Linked DNA regions of Rattus norvegicus: region 1 is linked to region 2. Evidence: chromatin contacts called from public Hi-C data. All regions are on one chromosome and are shown on one strand. The core of a region is the stretch at or near the end of the contact, and the rest is flanking DNA. Distances in the headings are between cores, read along the strand shown.

Evidence for each region. Hi-C and Micro-C count contacts between places; a contact is called where the count stands out from the background.
Region 1: a contact with region 2 is called in a Hi-C map of the A7r5 cell line, with 3 times the contacts expected there. The contact joins two enhancer-like sites. A contact is called at or near these places in 3 of 12 Hi-C or Micro-C datasets (the A7r5 cell line, Schwann cells and frontal cortex) and 1 of 1 datasets of contacts at active chromatin or transcription factors (oligodendrocytes).

What each region holds. Positions count from the first base shown.
Region 1 is chr13:91,441,709-91,446,943 of GRCr8, reverse strand. All of the region lies in intron 16 of Sdccag8 (SHH signaling and ciliogenesis regulator SDCCAG8), which reads right to left. Among named protein-coding and RNA genes, the nearest start is that of Sdccag8, 160 kb to the right of the region's middle. Within about 2 kb of position 1,518, at least 14 of the 93 cell types and tissues checked have an H3K27ac peak or open chromatin away from gene starts, as enhancers often do.
Region 2 is chr13:91,345,077-91,350,270 of GRCr8, reverse strand. All of the region lies in intron 12 of Sdccag8 (SHH signaling and ciliogenesis regulator SDCCAG8), which reads right to left. Among named protein-coding and RNA genes, the nearest start is that of Sdccag8, 61 kb to the right of the region's middle. Within about 2 kb of position 2,705, at least 6 of the 93 cell types and tissues checked have an H3K27ac peak or open chromatin away from gene starts, as enhancers often do.

The sequences.
Region 1 (5,235 bases), core at 269-2,768, 98 kb before region 2:
AAAAAAACAGACCTCGACTGAAATCTGAGCATGACCTGAGCAAATCCTTGGAGACTGTCCTTGGTTTACAACTAAAGTAACACTGCCTGTCCCACAGGACGGTCAGGAGAACTGGACAGTCCAGCGAGTGCAGCCTGCCCCACTGTGGACCCCGTAAGTTTGACTTTACAGGTACCGCAGTTGTTATTTTAATGGCTGCTGCCAAGCATAGACAAAGTTCTCTCTGTCTGCATTAGCTCATTCAGCGGAAAACTGCTCTGCTAGGTGGGAGCCTCTCTTCCATCTAATGAATGGAGCAACTCCAACTCAGCAACAAAGACAGGCAGTGTTAAGACTCCAGTGCCTGCAGTCTGACTATGTTGCTCAGGCTGGAACCGAGTTCCCGGTTCAAGCAATCCTCCTGCTTCAGTCTCTCAAGTAACAAGGCCTCCAGTTGTGTGCCAGGGTGCTCAGGTGTATACTGAACCCTCCCCTATGCCAAGTGTTTTGCCACCCAGTTGATCTTGAGATTAACGCCACCACGATGCTCACTTTACAGAGACTTAGAAACACTGTCTTATTTCATAAATAAATTAGCCAGCGTCCAGGCCTGACCATAACACTAGGTCTCTCTCTTAAGCCCAAAATGCTAATAATGAAAATAACAACGTGAAGACAGGATTAAAAGGCAAACTTCTGTGAAAAATCCTGGCTCTGGTTCTATATATTTGCTGCCTCGGCGTCTGATGATACCTAAAGCATCTGATAGGAAATCTCCTAGAATATAAAAAATTACGGTGTTACCAAAACGTCCATGTGCGCCACCTCATTCTAGAGCATTCTAGGGCAAACATTCCATGTGTAATACCTGCATTTAGCCTGTATGTGGGCTGCTGGCCACAGAACAGTTAAAGAGTAAGGCTGCATTCTTTACAAGCGAGAAGGACATGGCGTCTGCATTTGACCACACCCCACACTCAAGTGCACACCAGCAAAGCTGTCATTACATCTCTGGAACCTTGTATAACATCGCTGTAGCTGTCCAAGGTTTCTTTCTGTGAGAATAGACTTTTGCTAAAAATTAGCTCTCGATAGAATGTTTCCAAAGTGAAATTATTTGCAAGGCGTTCTGGAATGTTGGGAGGTTGATGACCAGATGCTAACATGAAGTCTGAAGCAGCGAGAACAGAGCCTGGTGCACACGCGCACCTCAGCAGACAGCACTCTCCAAATAAAGCCACTCACTTCCCTTCCAAGCTCAGCTCCTGTTTCTGGTGGAAAGAGGCAGGAAGCTGTCTTCGCTGTGTGCTCTCAGTCTTCCTGTGTCTTCTATGTCTATCAGCCAAGCCTCTCTTGCTCTGGAGTGGTCCCCTCTAGAACCCCATTGTCCAGGGCTCTGATTAAACGGCAGGCAGACATTAATCCAGTTAAAAGTCAAATAGGAGCTGAAACAAATGTAGGCAGTTCCAGGCTCCAAGATAACTAACTCGGGTCTGTTGCCAGAGCCCTGGTGTCTAGTCCAGGAAGGCCTGTGCCCTGGAGACTCGGAGGGGCTTAGTACTAAGTACAAGGTATCCCATTGGTGATATCCCTGGAATATTATTGCAGGCATCTTTATGAAGGAGTACCCTCATCTCTCCAGGTAGACGTCTACACAGTACCCGTCCAGTAGAGGGTATCACTCTGTTCTCAGAGGCTGACATTTAAAATGATTCATCCTCAACTAATTCCATATGCTGCAGAGTCCTGGCTTGTCCTAGGAGATCCAAAGTTTATTTCCAATGTTGCTAGCAGCTGTGGCCAGGATGAACTTCCTCCCCATCAGACTTGTTAGTGCTTGTCTTCCCTAGCCTGCCCACTTGGGATGGGACCTGGAGGCTTGCTTTCCTACAGCACCCTGCATCCTGACTCACAGAGCACTTCCCACAAGCCAGGCACTGATCTGAGCACTGCTGTGCCGTGCTCAGTCATACAGATGAACGTAGACCACAGTGAGCATCTGCTCTACGTGACAGCACACAAGTGGCAGAGTGGTAGAGCCTTGGTTTGAATCAAAGAGATGACGTACGTGTGTGTGTGTGTGTGTGTGTGTGTGTGTGTGTGTGTGTATTACTATGTAGTCTTGGCTAGCTGGAACTCACAAATTAAACTGGGGTGGCCCAGAACTTACAGAGATCCACCTACCCCTGAATCCTCAGTGCTGGTGCGCACTAAAGCTGTGCCCCACCGTGCCTGGCTTAGACCACGTGCTCCTTCCTTAGGCGTCTCAGAAGCATTACACAGCAAGCTGTGTGTGGCCAGTTCAGAGCCAAGGGACTTGTAGCCTGCAACGGCCTCTCTGTACCTAATTTCCTCAAAGTAACAAAGACCCTATCTATCTCACAAGGTAGACAGGAAACAATAGACATTAAATAGTGATATGTGCCAGCCAAATGTCAGTTATGTTCCGCTCCCTCACTCCTCACTGGCTGCCATCTGTCAGTACTAACTGGACCACTGAACGGAGCTAGGATCCTTTGCTCTGCCAATGAGAGACAGGGAAACACTCACTCCTGCTGTATTCAGGATGTACACACCTCCCACAAATGGTCACAAATGGACTGGAATGGCAGTAAAAGAGCCAACCCCGGGGAAAAGAGAAGGCAACAGTCACCACACCGGGAAGGGACAAACAAGAATAGCCCTTTCCTCTGCAGACCCTTGGGTCAGGCTGGGTGTGTGAACATGGAACAAGGACTATGATACAATACCACGGCAGCAATGAACGAAACTCAAAGGATGGGAACGAGAGCTGCACTTTATACAAAGAGAGATGATGCCTGTCTTCTAGAGACGGCACACATTGTTAATGCAAACAAACAGCTGTTTGGAAAGAAAACATTATTTCTAAAACCCAGATGAAGCTCTATTTATTACATTTCAGAGACATTCAAATTATAGTGTCTGAAAACTATCCTACTCTGGATATCTGTGACACCTAAATTATCTGAAAATTGGAAAGGTTAAGCCAAAACTGAGACTTCTTTGTGAGCAAGACTCTGGGACTGAAAATGCCTTTGTTTCCTCAGAGGCTCAGGATCTGTGGCTAGGACAACCAAGTCAGTGTGAATTCCAGGACAGGAGTTTTGGGAAGCCAATAGAATGGTATCCAAAATACCTTCAAATTCTAAATGCAAAATTCATCATTTTCTCTGCTCGGCTCACCCCTGTGTTTGCCCACTACTCTGGGCACTCCAGGGTGCTAAGCTGGAGGCAGGCCTTGATGGAAGGAGGCTCCCAGCATTCTCTGTACTTGCTGCTAGCACAGGCCAGTCACAGGAGGTGCAGGGCAGCCTCTGTGCTGGGCCCTAGAAGGGCGGAGGCTCCACTCCTGCCTTTGCCAGTGACCGGAAATGGAAAAACTGCCCATTTCCTGTGTTCCCAAAGACTGGCTGTCATACTTCAATCCATTCTGGCTTAAGAAATGTAGATAGAAGGAACCAGGCTCTGGGCCTAGACAGAGTTACTCTGCGGGTTCAATGGCCATGTTCAGTCCAGTGCAGACCATGCTTGTTCATCCCATTCAACGCAGAGTAAATGTACCGAGTTCATGTTCAAAAATCAACAAATGCATGCCAGAAACGCACACGAGTCCACAGCCCCATGTCCTCCACGCGCTCTTTCTGCGTTCTTCCCACTGTGCAGCGACCTGAACCTGCATGGCCATGAGCAAAGCTGAAGGAGCCACAGGTCTGGGCCAGCGTGCCTGCCAGGTCCTGCCACCAGTGTGCTCTCTCCCGTCCTACCCTCCATCCCACAAGCCTCGCAGGGCGCCACACAGCTCCCTCACTTAGTGAAGGCTTGAGATTGTTTCTAATGAAAGGTGTTATGGTGTTATGTAAATACACAGTATTATTTTGTCTTTATTCCAACATTACCGGTTTAAAACAGTTCCGTGTGTATAAATATGTCTAATAATGTGTTTTGTTTTTAGTAACTCCGTGGTATTCCAGTTAACTAAGTCATACAGCCTTGAATGTACAACAGAATATTCAGTGTAATCTCAGACAGACAGTTTTTAACGGTCTCTGTCTCTTTCAAATTAAGCTTCTGCTCGATGAGTTCATTAAACATTATAAACATTTGCTTGCCTAAATGGAATTGCCAAGCTGTGACCTTCTGTGACTATCCGCAGAGGCAGATGCAAAGGGTAGTGTCCACAGAGTAGCACTGGCCTGTCCTAGGGGGTGGAAACAAGGGCGTAACTGCCCAAGAACAATTAGCACAAAAGATAGCTAAGTTACCAATAGTACGAAAAAGGTTCAGAAGTTTTGCCAATGCTACCACATGCATTAAATTTCAATTTGTAGAAATCATTAGCACTGAAGATTAAAGGTTAATCAGGGTCCTGTCAGCTACTGGGAGCCAGTTTTGTTCCACTTCACAAGTGTCCTTTTGTTCAACCACATTTAGACCTTCGAGTTAGCAGGATCTACAGCGCCCACCCATCTTCCCATTGAAGGCTCTCAATAAGTTATTTCCTTCATTCACTCCAGTTACCTTTGGCACCCATAGAAACGCACACTCTTCGTCTACCTGGCCAGTCTTCCTAAGAGACCTGACTGACGGAGAGCATGTGGGTATGTGCCTACTTGACGGAAAGATCCCTAAGATCAGAGATGGTCAGTGACTTCAGTGAGTCACACTGCCAAAGATTTGTCCGGCTTCACGATGAAAAAAATCTGCCTGTGGATTCACACCATGATTGGCTTGTGCCGTGAAGACAGGGTGAGAGCCTGCATGTTTCAGAGGTCAGACAGCCAAGAGATGTGCCAAGCTGAGAGGGCAGAACAAAGCACAGATGACCACGGTGCCGGACACACATGGGAAGCTGGCCGCAAGGCAGGTGCTGCTTCCAAGACAGGAAACAGCCTTGGATCTTCAGTCTAAGGTTGTTTGTGAAAGAAAATGCTGAGTGGAAGTGCTCTACCCTGCCCTACACACATTCTGCACAGCCCCAGGAAGGACTTGGCAGCCTTTTCCTGTTTCCTATCTTAGCTGTTCCTTCTGTGTTCTGCAGCCTGGCTCTCTGTGCAGTGGACCATGCCCGCCTCTTTTCACACTAACCCATGACCTCCTTTAACCTCACACCTTGGAGACATCACTGTGCTGGTCCTTTTGGTACTCAACAAGTGCTGGGGACACGTGAGTACTAAGTGAAAGTGACATTTGATGACAGCAGCATAGTGGCATTGACTATGCTTCTAAAGCTCCTGC
Region 2 (5,194 bases), core at 1,456-3,955:
CTCTCATGGAAAATTAAATGATGACCGTTTTGTAATTAGATTAAATTGTTTAAAAATGCTAGGCATTTGTTTCATTATTAATCACAATAACAAGAATCTGATCTAGAACTGCTGAGAATAAAACATCATCCTTATAATCTCAACACAGGTGTCATTTTATAAAATGAGAGTAAATAACTGGAGAAGGTATAGTGACATTTGACACTCTGTGTAGCTTGTTTGTTTTATTAATACTTAATTCAAAGTGCAAAGGGAGAAGAGAATATGTTCTGTAAATACAAAAACTCACAATTAAAACCAGAGGGTGGAAATTGCTTCCCTTACCCAAGCTTCTAAGTTCACCTGGAAAGAAAGTGGGTCTCTGGGATGTTTCCTCCTTGCCAAAGCAAGGAGTTTTGAGGCAACCGTGTGGCTCAGCGGTGGAGTTCGTACATAGTATGCTGAGGTTCTGGCTTCACTGGACAGCACCAGGGGGAAATGTTGTCTTTAGGTTGATGGTGCACAGATAAACTCTGCACAATCTGTGGTTCTTCTTCATCATAAGGCATTGCTAATTCTCCATGTATCAAGATAACCCAATTATTTATTTATATGAAACGAATTCCTACTTGTCCCTAACATTGCCAATAAATGTTACTGTGTATTATCTGAATGCTGGAAATCTTAAACTTTCTGGTAGACGTGGTGGCAGACACCTGCAGTTTGAGCTACTCTGGAGGCCAGGGTAGGAGACTCACTCAAGCCTAGGAGCCCAAGGACAGCCCTAGTGACACAGTGAGAGTCCATCTCGAAGGAAGGGGAACAAGCCGGCTGATGCAGCTGAGCGGTGCTGTCCCACCGCTGAGCTAGTGCTCTAGCATGCACAAGGCCCTGGGCTCCTTCTCAATATCATCTAAAGCAGTGGTGTGGCAGAGAAGAATGCAAGAAGAAATTAAAAACACGTGTAAAGTATAGCACTCTATCTTGACTGGCACAGGGCCTTCGGTGTAAGTGCACAGGTAACTGGGAGCAGCACATTGCAGATGTCCCTGCTCCATGGGTGGACAGTTATAAAAGGCCGCCCAGGAGATACTGTTAGCTGACTAACGCCCAGAGTCAGGAGACGTGTGCTTTCCTTGACTGTGTTCTCCTTCCTCACTCTTGCTCAAGCTGCCATGTTGGGCCTTCGAGCCAAATGCCCTTCTCTCTCCCATCGGTGCTGGGTAACATCCTGGCCACCTTGCAAAGATGCCATCTTCCCCTCTTCCAAGTCCCCAGGTCCTTTTGTAGTCACTGACATAAGAAGTGTATTTGCATAGCTACCTTACCTTTTCTCGCTGACAGAAATTCATTATAGGCCAGCACAATGCACAAAACATATGGCTGCTGGATTAGAGCAGCAAGTAAAGACTAAGGTGACTGGATTCTAAATCTGTCAAGGTTTTTCTTTCTCCAAAATCTGACCTGTCGTCTTCCTGTAGAAATGTATGTAAGTGGCCACATTAAGGTGATTCGTGTAAAAAAATAGAAGCAGTATAAAATTGTTTAAGATAATATTCACTGAACAGAGAGAACGCAAGACTCCCAGGCTATGACTGCGACATGCAATGCATATGAATACAAAGCAAAAGGCAAAACAAACAAACAAAACCCAACTTGTTCCTTTGTACGAGACTTACTGGCTTCTGTCAATGTTGCCCGTGTTTGCACAGTAAACACTGTTTGAAATGTATACACAGGTACTGGTGCTGATATTTCTGAGCCACTAAAGCACAGTGTACTGTCCTGCATCTAATGCCTGTCAGCTTGCTGGCCTGCAGGGACACAGTCAAATAACTGCTGTCACCTAATAGTAACCAGACTTGCAGGCTTGGCAGGTAAGCAGACACTGTGAAGGCCCAGCAGGCTAGCCTGGTGAGTCAACATTTAAAGTTAAGATAAGTGTGCAGAATCCACCTTACAGTTTTCAGTTCCTACCCAAAGGAAAGAGTCTCTTAACGAATGCTTAGCTCGTAAGGTGAATTACTTCTCAATGTGAATGTTTTGTTATGCTTTTATCTAAGATAAGCTTAAATCAATAATTTCAATTGATATCAATACTATTTGTCTATTTCTATTTATCATTTAACTTTTTAAAAAATAACTATAGTAAAGAGAATGATCACCTTTTCTGGAAAATTAAATTACAAGTAAACCACAATAATATGCTTTACATATGAATATGTATGCATGTTTCTATGTTTTAGTCTGAGACATACACATCCTGTCACCAACAATAACCAGGAGTGTGTTAGCACACAGCTGAGCAGTGTGGGCAGGAAGACCCTTGACCTGCCATCCCCACCACTCATTTTGAGCTGCGTCTCTGGAACGACAAAGCAAAAGCACACATTTACTTTTTTCATGGTTAATTTTGTGATTTTTACCGATATAGTGTTATCCTAAATGAAAACCTTATTTGGCACAGTGCTTTAGAAAAATAAGCTCAATAATTTGAGACTTTTATTAAGTGGAGCTATGTTAAAATATCTGCATAATGCAATGAATTTTATTTTGTACCAGGCATCATCCAGGATAAGAACAAAAGACAGTGGCTTATTAGACAGACGCTAGGTTGAAAATGTTTCTCAGAAATCTCAGTTAGGCTGTGATAGGAACACAAATTTCTCTAAGTATGCTGAACAGCGCTTGAGGGCATACTTAGGGAAGCTTTATTACATCGCACACGTGGAACCAGATTCTCCCTCGTGGGCTGCAGCCAGCGTGAAGTTCACACTACATTAATTTGCACTTGTCGATATGCTGCTTTGCAAGGATTCTTACGGCATGTTCAAATGCATATTCCGAGTCCCCAGCTAGAATATAAACTCCCCAAGGGCAGGACCTGGACTTGCAGTTATTTACCCCAGTGTCTAGTAAGCTGGTTTAGGGAAGCCATGCCCCCAGGAGCTGCTGTAAGACGGAGGAGGAGGGACAGGAATGTGTAAGGCTACAGCATGAAAGAGAGCGTGAAGAAGATGGCGAGCAGCGCTGTCATCACCAGGCCCACGTGACTGCACGCGCCAAAGCCATGCCCATGTGGCCCCCTCCCAGGCACTGGGTAGAGGGAGAAGTGTGATGGCGGGTGGTAGCTGGATGAGTCTCTGAAGTCTGGATCTCAGACTTCACCATTACCTCAGGCTGCTGAACGGGTGTGTGGCTTCAGAGCGATGAGCGCTGTAGGAGATTTACTCTAGTCTGTGGGTGCTAACGCTACAAGTAGAAAAGACGAACACTGCAGCTACCCACTTCCAACACAGTACGGGTCTATTGCTGGATGCTCCCAGAACTACACAGTGCGCTCCAGAGGCCCGCAATCTAGGTCTCGAGGCACATCACACTGTTACTCTATAAAAGAAAAGAAAACTATTTTGGGGAAGCTCATTCCATGGCCCACTGTGTCTGTCTATTCCAATCTTCCTATAGTCAGGAAAGTCTTACTAACTGTGCACCACCAGTCAGTCACAGGGATTAAACTGCCGGAGGCCTGACTTTCCACTTTAAACATGGAGATCAGATCCTCCTAGAAAGAACCAGCCTAAACCCTGAAAATCCCAACACAGGGTTTCGGACTTGTCTACATAATAAGGTACAATTGGACAACCTCCCTTTATTCTTATTTCTCTGGTCTTAAATGAGTCTGACTTTTAGGAGCTAAGGGGTTTAATTTGGTCTCTTTGCATTAAATAGATTTCCTCCAAATATCCAATGAACTGATTTTATGAAGTAATTCCTGCATAATTTCAGTTCCACGGTGCTGACTCACACTGGCTATAAGCAGCTTTTAAAGACTTCTTTCTCTAACATTTCCAAGCATAACGTTTGATGGTTTTGTACATGCAACTATAGTCTTAAGTGTTTGCTTTGATGACTTCAGAAGTACTTGAGACATTGGATGCTTCCTGCTCAGTGTTAAGTATCACTCCAAAGATCTACCATCTGTATACCAAGAAAAGCCATGTCCATTTTCTTATTTCTAAAAAGTAAAATTTACAGTAACCTATACGTTCTATTGTAAAGAAATGATAATGCTGCACTTCTTCTTTCGTCTAAGCCACACGCCATTACTAGGCAATGCTCCCCTAATAAGATACGGATGCAGCCACCACGGCTCACCTGGAAATGTATAAGGACACAGCCACCACGGCTCACCTGGAAATGCTAGCAGATATTCGAGAGAGCAGAGATAGAGTACTCACTGTTCCATAAACTATTTTCAGACTCGTAAACTATAAGTTATAATTCAAGGATGACCTTGTCCAGTAAAGCATTCCAGTAATACAAAAGAACCTCCCACCTCAGGGAAGGGCTGGCAAGCTCTTCCTGTAAGGGTTAGAAAAAATATTTGGGTTTGTGAGTTATGTCGTCTCTGCCACACCTTTTCAGCTCTACTTTTTAAAAAGATTTATTTTACTATTTTAACTAAGTATATGTAGGTGGGTGAGTGTACTTGTGACTGTAGGTTTCGGTAGAGGCCAGGGATGTTGGACGCCCTGGAGCTGGAGTTAGAGAAGGTTGTGAATGTCCAACGTGGGTGCTGGGGACTTAAGAGCAGGTCTTCTGCAAGAGCAACAAGTGTGCTTATCTGCTGAGCCCCACTCAGCAAACCCATTTCCTAAAACTTCACTTGTCAAATTAGGCAGAAGCGGAGCGGACACGAGTCCCCGCTGGCTAACTCTTCTGCTACGAGGAATGTGAGCATCCGGGGAGGGCGTCATCTGGGCTGATGTCATGTTCTTGGTGCAATCTCACAGGACACTTTAAGAAGCCCTTGCAGCTGAGTGAAATCTTGAGTTGAGAACAGCCTGGACTACAGAACATAGCAAGTTCCAGACTAGCCTGGGCTACATGGTGAGACTATCTCACAAAGCCAAAAATAACAAAGAAGGACCTAGTACTCGCAGCTTCTGACTCCATGATCAATGTCTCCCAAGTTTTAGTGATGGTTATCTTGGGACAGTCTGATGGGCCAATGGACCTTTAGTTCACCTATGTGGTGGTCTTTGCCTGTCACTTCAGCCCAGAACAGTTCTCAGAAATGTGTTCTCCTCCTGTCTCTGCCTTGTCCCAGCCTAACTACTGCTGGTACCTGCACTAGGGTGGAAGGAAACAGGTCCTATGAGTGGGGAAGCTGCATTGCCTTTGCCCCTAGCAGGAGACTTAGATATGAACTCTG